Regions from separate parts of the Drosophila melanogaster genome. Here region 1 is linked to region 2. A link is a contact called in public Hi-C data. All regions are on one chromosome and are shown on one strand. The core of a region is the stretch at or near the end of the contact, and the rest is flanking DNA. Distances in the headings are between cores, read along the strand shown.

Evidence for each region. A called contact is a pair of places that touch in the nucleus more often than the background predicts.
Region 1: a Hi-C map of the Kc167 cell line shows a contact between it and region 2, with 4 times the contacts expected there. A contact is called at or near these places in 36 of 107 Hi-C or Micro-C datasets (the D17-c3 cell line, the Kc167 cell line, the ML-DmBG3-c2 cell line and 13 more) and 1 of 7 datasets of targeted methods (the Kc167 cell line).

What each region holds. Positions count from the first base shown.
Region 1 is chr3R:16,644,636-16,649,986 of dm6, forward strand. CG10324 reads right to left here and starts at 2,369. Exons shown (of 3, transcript NM_142314.3): 1 at 2,156-2,369; 2 at 1,385-2,106; 3 at 437-1,311. The coding sequence starts at 2,292. The coding sequence ends at 539. It overlaps CCT3 (Chaperonin containing TCP1 subunit 3), which reads left to right and starts at 2,970. Exons shown (of 4, transcript NM_169727.2): 1 at 2,970-3,294; 2 at 3,353-3,414; 3 at 3,500-3,999; 4 at 4,066-5,343. The coding sequence starts at 3,261. The coding sequence ends at 5,104. It overlaps Arl6IP1 (ADP-ribosylation factor-like 6 interacting protein 1), which reads left to right. Exons shown (of 3, transcript NM_142313.3): 3 at 1-536. The coding sequence ends at 116. It overlaps Mettl4 (Methyltransferase like 4), which reads right to left. Exons shown (of 1, transcript NM_142316.2): 1 at 5,346-5,351.
Region 2 is chr3R:16,260,376-16,265,479 of dm6, forward strand. It overlaps bor (belphegor), which reads right to left and starts at 3,740. Exons shown (of 6, transcript NM_001260206.1): 1 at 3,695-3,740; 2 at 3,355-3,641; 3 at 2,772-3,246; 4 at 1,887-2,711; 5 at 1,616-1,814; 6 at 980-1,551. The coding sequence starts at 3,577. The coding sequence ends at 1,459. asun (asunder) reads left to right here and starts at 3,896. Exons shown (of 3, transcript NM_079655.4): 1 at 3,896-5,104. The coding sequence starts at 3,978.

The sequences.
Region 1 (5,351 bases), core at 1,119-3,618, 380 kb after region 2:
TACTCATCCTCATGTGGCCAGGACTACAGAACAAGGACATTTTTAAGGCCATCACCCAAAGGGCCTCGAAGATTATTAACGAGAAGATCCAGTGCGGCAAAAGGAAGCTGCAGTAAAGGAAAGCAACCAGATAAACTCATCACCATTTGACCAAAAATATAAAACATGCCTAAGTCATCTACTTGCCATTATGCACACATCGCATCACTAAATCACACATTAGGCGCATTGAATTTGAAACTATAAATATCTTAAAAGATAAGAGCAGCGCATACAGAAAAAAAAAACTCGGAAAACTAGCAAATCCGTGGTTCTGGCCCCATCACATCTCCTACTATAAGTTTGTAACATGTAAGACAGAAGTATTCTCGAAACGAGGCGTACGGAGAGAGAAAAAAACGCGCAACAAAAGACAAGGCATTTTTGTGATTATTTTGTGAGTTAATTGAAATTTATGATAATCCCAAGTAAGATAAAAAAAGGAACTTAAGCGTCTAATGAACTATATTTAAATAAAGATTTCAACTAAATAGATCAATCACTGACGGTCTCTTGACCTTGATCGCGTGCGGGACCTGACATGCTTGCTCCTCTTGGTCTTCTTTTTGTGCTTGCTGTGGTGACGACGATGGTTTTCACCGAGGCTGTCATCGCTCTCTAAGCTGGAGTCGTTGTCCGCCTTTCTCGACTTGTTCTTGGACTTCTTTGAGTGTTTTCTTGACTTGTGGCTGGATGATTTCTTCTTGTGCTTCCTGCGTTCATATGCAGAGTCGGAGTCGCTCTCGGTGGACTCTCCCGTATCGTCTGCCTCGTCTGAACTACTCTTTGTTCTTCTGGTGCTTCGGGGACTTTGCGAACGCTTTTGGTCACGGTCTTCCCGCTTCGACTTAGATGGGCTTCTGCCTCTGGGACTCGGCGAACGACGACGCTCACGTTCCTCGCGTTTAGATACAGAGGAGCTACCACTCCGCACATACTTCTTTTCTCGATCCACCTCCTCTTTGTTAGATTTGGCTTCCTTGTACGATTTTCGCTCGTCTTTGTACGTCCTGCGATGTTCGTCTTTGTACGTTTTTTTGTCTTCATATTTGTAAGACCTTTTATCTTCTTCCTTGCATTTCATGCGATAGTCTTCTTTACTAGATCTCTGGTCCCCTGGCTTCGAACTCTTTTGATTTTGAGCTTCATCCCGGTCTGATCTAATTTCTTCCCTGCGGTCTCTGTCCCTTCTTCCTGACGGATTTTCCTGCTTCACAATAATCTGGCCATGCTCGTTTTCATTTTTTTTGAATTCTTCGTATTTGGCAGTGTCTGAAAGTAAATGTAAAAGAAATATAAAAATGTCACAAATATAAAGGATTTGCATTTTCCAGGCTCCACTTACTTATGCACTTGCCATACTGAGAGTACTCCTTGCGGGATACGGGCTGACAAAGGAACTCGTTGAACGCCTCTTTGGCCCCTCCAATTGCCATTTTGACAATTACTCGCCCTGCATGGTCATCAAAACCTTGGATTTGGCCATACTGATCCTTCTGCTTTCCGCCCAGAATGCGCACGTACGCCTGCTTCTTAATCTCCAGTACCTCGTTCTTCTCCGGCTGGACCAGTAGAGCTTTAGGTTTGAGCGCCTTATCTGCTCCCAGGCCCATGCCTTTGGGTCGCAGAAAGGGGGCATCATCGATGGGTCCTGAGCCCTTCTTTTTTGGCGGTGGATCAACCCAGCCCATGCCGCGCAGCATGGCTAGGCCAAATTGTTGTATCGGTATGTTGTCATAGTCATCTAGTGTTGCCTCCTTGGCACCATCGAGAGGCAGTTCGTCTGCGCTTAGGGCGGGCAGGACAAGTTTCTGGTCATCTAGGCCTTCGGCACCGTTATTTTGGATGGCAGATATCAATTCCCGAGCTGCTCTCTGTTCCAGACTCTCCGTTGGACCGCCTGCGGTGACCTCTGCTATAGACTGAGCCACTGGAGTCACCTCCTCTGGATCCGGTTCCTCCTCGCCCAGCAGAACTGCCCGCCTCCTCATCAGACTCGCCAAAGCGGACGAAGTCTTCTGCATGCCTATCATTTTGATGGTAAGAGGAGCAGCTTCCACCTTTTCGCTAAATATTACATATGAGTATAAAACTATTTCAAGATATTTTAACTTACTCGACTGGCATGATTTCGTTTCCTTCCAAGCATTTTATCAACTCCACCTTGCTTTCCTCTTTCGGCTGCTTGCTGGGCAGAATGTTTGGTTTCTTGGACAATTTACTAAAGCCAAAAGATATCTTCTTGGCCTCCATGTTGTCTAGTTAAAAAATTAATAACTATTAAAAACAAATTGAAGCCGAAATGTATCGTAAACAAACAGGCCACAGCTGACTCGCGGTTTGTTATCGATATCGATAATTTATTTAATTTATGAAACGCTTACACTACACTTTTAAAGTATTTGCAAAACTTATTTGTTTTTCCATTTATATATAAAAACTACCATGAAATCCATTTAATACGTTTTGAGCAGTTTTATTGAATACAGCACAGGATCTTCAAATATTAAAAAGTTCGACGCTGTTTATGTAACTCATCATTCCAAGTAATCACTTTTCCCCCGTTATATTCAGAATATCCTCCAACATTTTCTTTTTCGAAGGTGATACAATTTTCATAAATTATATTTTAACTTCTTTTGAGTTTAGTTGGTTAGGCTTTTTAGGCTTCAAAATTTCCACATTTTAATTATGATGTGATAGAAATATGCTATATAACATAAATTTAAAATCCATTCGTAATATAAATTAATTTCCAGTATCACTTACACCGTAGAAAATATTATTTATTGTTACAAGTTTAATGTTTTGATTTCGCTTAAACCTCAGGGTGGAAAATTTAAAACCAAGTTAGGCGCCTTCAAAAAATCGCAGTTATGACGAATGTAATTCTGTGACATCGATAACAAAAGCTGCATAGTGTAAGTATACTGTTTCTCGATATCGATTCTTAAGAGAGCTGCTGCTTCGAATTGTGGAGAATTTGAATTAAACTTATAAGCGATCGCAAAAGTCAGTTAGCAGTAAGTGAGGAAAGAAAAGAAACTAGAAGAAGGAACTGGCAGAAGTAACTAACAAGCCGGTCCGCTCAATATCCTATCGAACCTTCTCGAATAATGTGTCATCGGCGGTTCTAACCTCACTCATTCTCTTTCAAACAGCGGCAGCGCCAGCACGAGTTCAATTGTTTTCACGCAGAAATAAATTAAACAGCCAGAAAGATGTTCGGTGGACAGCAGCCAATACTCGTGTTGAGTGAGTATGAAATTTGCACGTCGTAGAGCCCAATTGCAATCGAATTACCCGCCGACAGGTCAAAACACAAAGAGAGAATCGGGCCGCAAAGTGCAGTTGGAGAACATCCAAGCCGGAAAGGTATGCGTGACTCACATGTCTGGGTCTTGGGTTTTTGTGTTCTCGCGTTTTCCGACCATCTGTTGATTAAAACGTCTTTTTCCAGGCCATCGCCGATGTGATACGCACATGTCTGGGGCCACAGGCCATGCTGAAGATGCTGATGGACCCAATGGGCGGCATCGTGATGACCAACGATGGCAACGCCATCCTGCGTGAGATCACTGTGCAGCACCCGGCGGCCAAGAGCATGATTGAAATTGCTCGCACACAAGACGAGGAGGTTGGCGATGGTACCACATCGGTCATCGTCCTGGCCGGCGAGATGCTGGCCGCCGCCGAGCCCTTCCTCCAGCAACAGATCCACCCCACTGTTATCATTCGCGCCTATCGCGAGGCCCTCGAGGACATCGTCGGCCACCTGCAGTCCCAGCTTAGCATCCAGTTGGACGTCAAGGATAAGGCCAAGATGGCCGATGTGGTCAAGGCCTGTGTGGGCACCAAGTTCATTGGCAAGTGGTCCGACCTTGCCGTCAAGATTGCCCTGGACGCAGTCGAGACAGTGACGCTAAGTGAGAACGGCCGTCTGGAGGTAGACATTAAACGGTAAGAACGAAATTTGTTATGCATATTATTTTTGAATAAATAATTTTAACTTTGTTACTTTCACAGCTATGCCAAGGTGGAGAAGATCCCGGGTGGCGCCATCGAGGAGTCGTGTGTTCTTAAGGGCGTGATGATCAACAAAGACGTGACGCATCCCAAGATGCGACGCCTCATCGAGAATCCCCGCATCGTGCTGCTTGACTGCTCGCTGGAGTACAAGAAGGGCGAGAGCCAAACCAACGTGGAGATAATCGGGGAGCAAGACTTCACCCGCATGCTGCAGATCGAGGAGGAGTTTGTGCAGCGCATCTGCGCCGACATCATTGCCGTGAAACCGGATTTGGTATTCACTGAGAAGGGTGTCTCCGATCTCGCCCAGCACTATTTGCTGAAGGCTGGCATCACGGCCATCCGTCGGCTGCGTAAGACTGACAATCTGCGCATCGCCCGCGCCTGTGGTGCCACCATCGTGAACCGCACTGAGGAGCTAACCGAGAAGGATGTGGGCACGGGAGCTGGACTGTTCGAAGTCAAAAAGATCGGCGATGAGTACTTCACTTTCGTGACGGAGTGCAAGGAGCCCAAGGCCTGCACCATCCTGCTGCGCGGTGCCAGCAAGGACATCTTGAACGAAACGGAGCGCAACCTGCAGGACGCCCTGCACGTGGCCCGCAACTTGGTGCTGGAGCCACGCCTGGTGGCTGGCGGCGGAGCCGTTGAGATGGCTGCCTCCCAGCTGCTCACGCGCAAGCAGGTTAAGGGACCATACACGGCGGTGGCCCACGCCCTAGAGATCATACCGCGCACACTGGCTCAGAATTGCGGCGCCAACACGATCCGTGCTCTGACTGCTCTCCGCGCCAAGCACGCCTCCCACACCGGCGATGGTGTCTGCGCCTGGGGCATCGACGGCGAGTCCGGCGAAATCGTGGACATGAACGTGAAGAACATCTGGGAGCCGCTGGCCGTCAAGCTTCAGACCTACAAGACCGCCGTGGAGACGGCCATCCTGCTGCTGCGCATCGATGATATCGTCTCTGGATCAAAGAAACGCGGCGGCAACGAGCCCACCAATCCGGCGGCCATGGCCCAGGGTCAGGAGTAGTAGCCTGCGATTAACCACGTGTATTAATAATGCTTACTATCCTTTAATACTTAATTTAACACTCAAAAGAAAAAACAAAACAAAATCCCACACACGCCACCCCAAATGTTTAACATTTAGCTTCAGCCAGGCATCGTTGGCTTCTCTGGAAGAAGGAAACCCATCCGCCGGCCGCCTACACACAAAATTCAAATGCATTTGCTCTCATTAACAGTACACAAATAAAATTGTTAAAACTCATAGCTGC
Region 2 (5,104 bases), core at 2,490-4,989:
TCTTTGCAGCTGAACATATCCTGAAAAGGAATTATTCGCGCATATCTATGATTGAAATTTGAGCTCTCTCTCCCTTCGCGCCAAGCAAAAATTTTGATTTCGCGCGCCATTCTAGACAAAGTGTTGCCGTTGCGTGAAAGTAATTTTAGTGCTGCCGTTACTTGTAAAATATTTCTCTAGGTTCGGGTCTCTGCTACACAAAGCAGTTTACACTGCTTGTCTAGTGGATGCACCCGATAAGCTAGCTTGGTGTTCTTAAAATCTTTTTTGTTATCGATTAAAATTTAAAGAGTCTTTTGTATTTCTACTCCACTCTACTCTACATATTGTTGCGATGCAGGAAATTATGAATTTCATACATATGTAGATGTATATGTATATGTATGTATGAGTAAAGAATTTGTAAAAGTGTTTTTGGTGAAACAAGGAAGCTGTTGTTCTAAAATTAGCAATATTTTTTTGGCAGTAAAGGAATTCATTTTATTGAATTATTTGATATTAAATTATTATTATTTGATGTTAAATTAGATACCGTGGGTTCCGCTTAATAGTTTTTTTGCACTTAGACTTTGCGACACCTATTGAGGAGAATTTGCAGTAAGTACACTTACATTTGCAAACATAAAGTTGACATGGCAGAAGTGTTGTTCGCTTTGGCCCTTAGGTGTCGCTTCATTAGGCACTGACAAATATAGTTGGCAACTCGTCCTTACTACACCTACTATCCGCTAGGTGGTGCAAAACACGTAACGTAACGTAGTGCGATTATTTCACATAATAAATTAAATAATTGTAGCAACTGACTCCAAAATAGTCATGAGATGGTTTATTTAAATTTGGTTTAACCTCAAATTAATAAATTTAAAAAAAAATAAATAAAACCCATGATGTGTTTTTGAGCATTGAACGATTTTCTTATAACCAATTTCCTAAACATTATTCGTCCTTTTATTAAAGGCGAAATAAAAATGCAATTTTTAACAGGTAATTTATATATATTTACTTCATACTCACATATAGGAAACACTGCGGACAAGTGAAATTGGTGGAAGAGCCAGCGAGAAGTTTAATATAAATCTCTCACAGTGCTGGCGCGACCGAATTCAATTTACAGTCTACGTCCAAAGCTTTAACATACGAAATGCAACGACAGCAGTTAAAATATATACTTCTTATTGTATATTCTATTGAGACAGTGGATGTAGGCTTATAATACAATTATCTGTGGGTCAAACTTAATTGTATCTATAGACGAACACATCTTCCCGCCAACGATTATGTACAGGCTGTTAAATGCATACACGTAACCGATATGCACTATTTTGGTGTCTCGGCTGCTGGTTGGTGGTCGTTAGTAAGATAAAGCCCTGTGCGTACCAACTTAAAGTTAAGTGATTAGAAAACTAAACAAGTTTTGAATGCAGGTTGCATCTACTTCAGCATCGGTTCCTCCGCGCTTTACAGTTTCTTTGCAGTTAGGGTGAGGGGTGGGGCAGCTGTGCCTGTGATGGATTTGTGATCAGCACGCTCCTGATCCGAAAGCCAGGCCATCTGCAAAGGATACATGATTGAAGGTTACCAAAGCACATAAGTTAATACACATTTTCAAACCCACCTTCTGCTTATGCTGCTGAGCAGCGGAGTAGCACCTGTCCAGGACCATCTTCTCGGTGAGCAGACCATCCTCGGAGGCATAGACTGCCGCCTGCCAGGACACGCCCAGCTTGGAGATTTCTCGACCCGACATACCCTCGCACAGAGCGGCCATCTTCGAACACGTCTTTCCGTAATCAAAGGTGTCCAGTTTGAACCGCCTAGAAGATTATAAATGGTTGTGAACAATTATCAAAAAATGTTCCAACTGCAAGAGCTCTTGCAATACTCACTTGGCACCCGCAGCGGCAGGCTGCAGCACATATTTGTCGAAGTACAAGCGCAAGAGGCGTTCCCGTTCCTCCAGGCCAGGCAGCGTGAACTCCACCATTTCATCCAGACGATCGTTGATGGCATAATCAAACTGCTCGGGAGTGTTGGAGGCCAACACAAGCATGAACTTGGGATTCTGCTCGGAAGTGCGGTACAGGAAGGCGTTGAGGGCGGCACGCAGATCCTCCGAGATCTTCTCAGAAGAACGTTTGCGTAAGAATGCATCCGCCTCGTCCACAAAGAGCAGAAGTCCGCGGCGTGAGGTGTGCGACCAGTCGAACACCTTGTGGATGGCGGTTACGCCCTCCTTGCCCATGGGCGCCACATCGCCACCGGTCATGATGGCAAAGTCCATGCCAGAGTGTTCGGCCAGCTTCTTGGCGAACATGGTCTTGCCCGTTCCTGGCGGCCCGTGCATCAAAACATTCCTGTACATGCCCTTGTTGATACGTGTGTTCTTTGTGGCGATGGCAATGTCACGAAGCCGTTCCTCCAGCTTCGGATTTAGCACAACGCCCTGCAGCGCATCGGTCGGCTTGGCGCGCAGCCTCTTCAGGTAGTGCAGCGGGTTCTTAAGGGCGTCCAGAAAAGCAAAGCGCGACGTCTCGCCAACTAACGTAGGTTTACCAATGCGCGCCTCCACATATCGAGAGACCACTCCAGTGGCGCCCTTGGCCGTGTACACACCCAGGGCCAACAACGAAAGTCCTCCGGCGGCGGTCAGCACCTTGTCCCAGTCGGTAAGCATAGCCTCAGCACCGGCACCGATAACAGTACCAGCGGTTCTGTGAATAAGTAACACAAAATCAGTTATTTCATCCTGCCTAGTTTGGGGTATCACTCACTTGATGCCCTCCAGTACGGTTGTTCGATGCTCCTGCGCCTTGAGACGGATCTTCTCCAAATTAATATCCCGGTTCTCGCGATCCACTCGTGCCTTGGCGCGCAGTTCGTGTTCTAGAAGCTTAAGCCGGTTCTTCTCCTTCATCTCGATCTCGTGCTCGATGGTCTGGCGCCGCATGGCCTCTTGACGCTGGACGCTCTCCTCCTGCTTGCGCAGGTTTTCCTCCTGTACGCGCTGCTGCTGCAACAGCTGATCCTCATACCGCTTGCGGGACAGCTGATCCTGGTATTGGGCACGCTGCTGCTGCTGCTTGGTCTCCTCGATGAGAGTTTTGCGGCGCTCCTCGTGGTCGATGCGCTTCTGCTCGACCTTGGCCTGCTCGATATGGGCTTCGTACTCCTTGACCTTGGTGTTGTACTCCGTTTGGCGGGTGGCCTCCTGCATCTTGGACAGCTCGAGGGCCTCCCGGGCGTGTTCTGCACAAGATTAACATGGGTTATGGACATGGACTCTGACGCATACGCACGTTGTGATAGCGTGGCGCATGCCGGTTATGCAATTGGCTGATGAAATTTTGTTCTTACTTGAGCGCTCCAGGGTTTTGGCAGCATCCGCTGCACGTTCCAGCGCCGACGAATCGAAGCGGTACGCTTCCATGGCCTTGCGCTCCGCCCGGCTCAGTTGCGAATCCCCGGACTTCTCGCCGGCCGTCCTGCCCTCCGGATCGGCAGCTCCTCCTCCTTCCGAAAAGCCGGCGGTCTGATCCGGCTGAGGCTGTTGGCGGTTCCTGCCCAAAAGCCACGACATTTTCCTAATATGTTGGCTTGCGCTTCTCGCGCTTTTCACTCAGTGTATGGGAAAAAAAAACAATCTAGAAAATATTATGAAATTTAGACAGCTTTCGCTTAACAACGTGATTCTTACTACTGAGCAGCGCTGCCAGATTCGGTAAATTGGAGACGGACAAATTGAAATGAAGTTATAAATACATCGATATATTTTTTTTAAATGTGTGCTTTTTTGTTGAATTTGAGAAAAGAGCTTTTTAACACAGTTTAGTAAATTTAAAAAAATAAAAAAAAATTAGCTGTGGTGAATTTGGAATTCGAAAACAGCTGTTCGTGGTGAACAAAGATTGTAAACAATTAGGATTCAACGTTTGCGTTTGTTTGATTTCCCGGCAATTTAAGTTGTCCACGAGTCCACCATGTTCGAACGCAACCAGAAGACCATCTTTGTGCTGGACCACACCCGATACTTTAGCATCGCCAGCGAGGAGTACATCTCGATGGACTTCCTAAAGGGAAAACCATCTGCAGACGGCGGCGCAACAGGAGCGGCGGGAAATGCAACCGGCAGCGGTGGATCCCAATTCAGCAAGAGCCTGTGGACATGCGCCTGCGAATCCTCCATCGAGTACTGCCGCGTGGTCTGGGATCTCTTTCCCGGCAAAAAGCATGTGCGGTTTATTGTCTCGGACACGGCGGCGCATATCGTGAACACCTGGAGGCCCAGCACGCAAAATATGGCGCACGTGATGAACGCAATGCTAATTGTGGGCGTGCCGTCGCGCAACGTACCCACATCTTCTGACTACTCGGTAATCCATGGCCTGCGGGCCGCCATCGAAGCGCTGGCGGAGCCCACCGATGAGCAGTTGGCGGCAATGGCCGACTTTGGGACCGACGAACTGCCGCGCATTCCCAACAAGGGTCGCGTCATCTGCATAACTTCAGCGCGTGACAATACCAGCATGAAAAGCCTGGAGGACATCTTTAACACCGTGCTGGTGCAGCAGAACACCCTAGCAGCTCCGCCCTCCAAGAAGGGACTGGTCATCGACCATTGCCACCTAGTTATCCTCAACATTGTGCCGCTGGGCGTTGAATCGTTGGTTACCAATCGCAGCCTGCTCAAGATATCGCCGCTGCTTGATGTCGAGATCCACACAGTCAGTGCCCCGGATATTTCCTATAAGCTGACGCACCTCATACTGAACCATTACGACCTAGCTAGTACCACGGTGACTAACATACCCATGAAAGAGGAGCAGAACGCCAACTCCAGCGCCAACTACGATGTGGAAATCCTGCACAGCCGAAGGGCCCACTCCATCACCTGTGGCCCAGATTTCAGTCTACCCACGAGCATCAAGCAAGGTGCCACATACGAAACAGTGACTCTTAAGTGGTGCACACCGCGCGGTTGCGGCTCTGCAGATCTACAGCCCTGTCTGGGTCAGTTCCTCGTGACACCGGTGGACGTCACCTCGCGGCCCAGTTCTTGCTTGATTAACTTTCTGCTTAACGGACGTTCAGTCTTGCTGGAAATGCC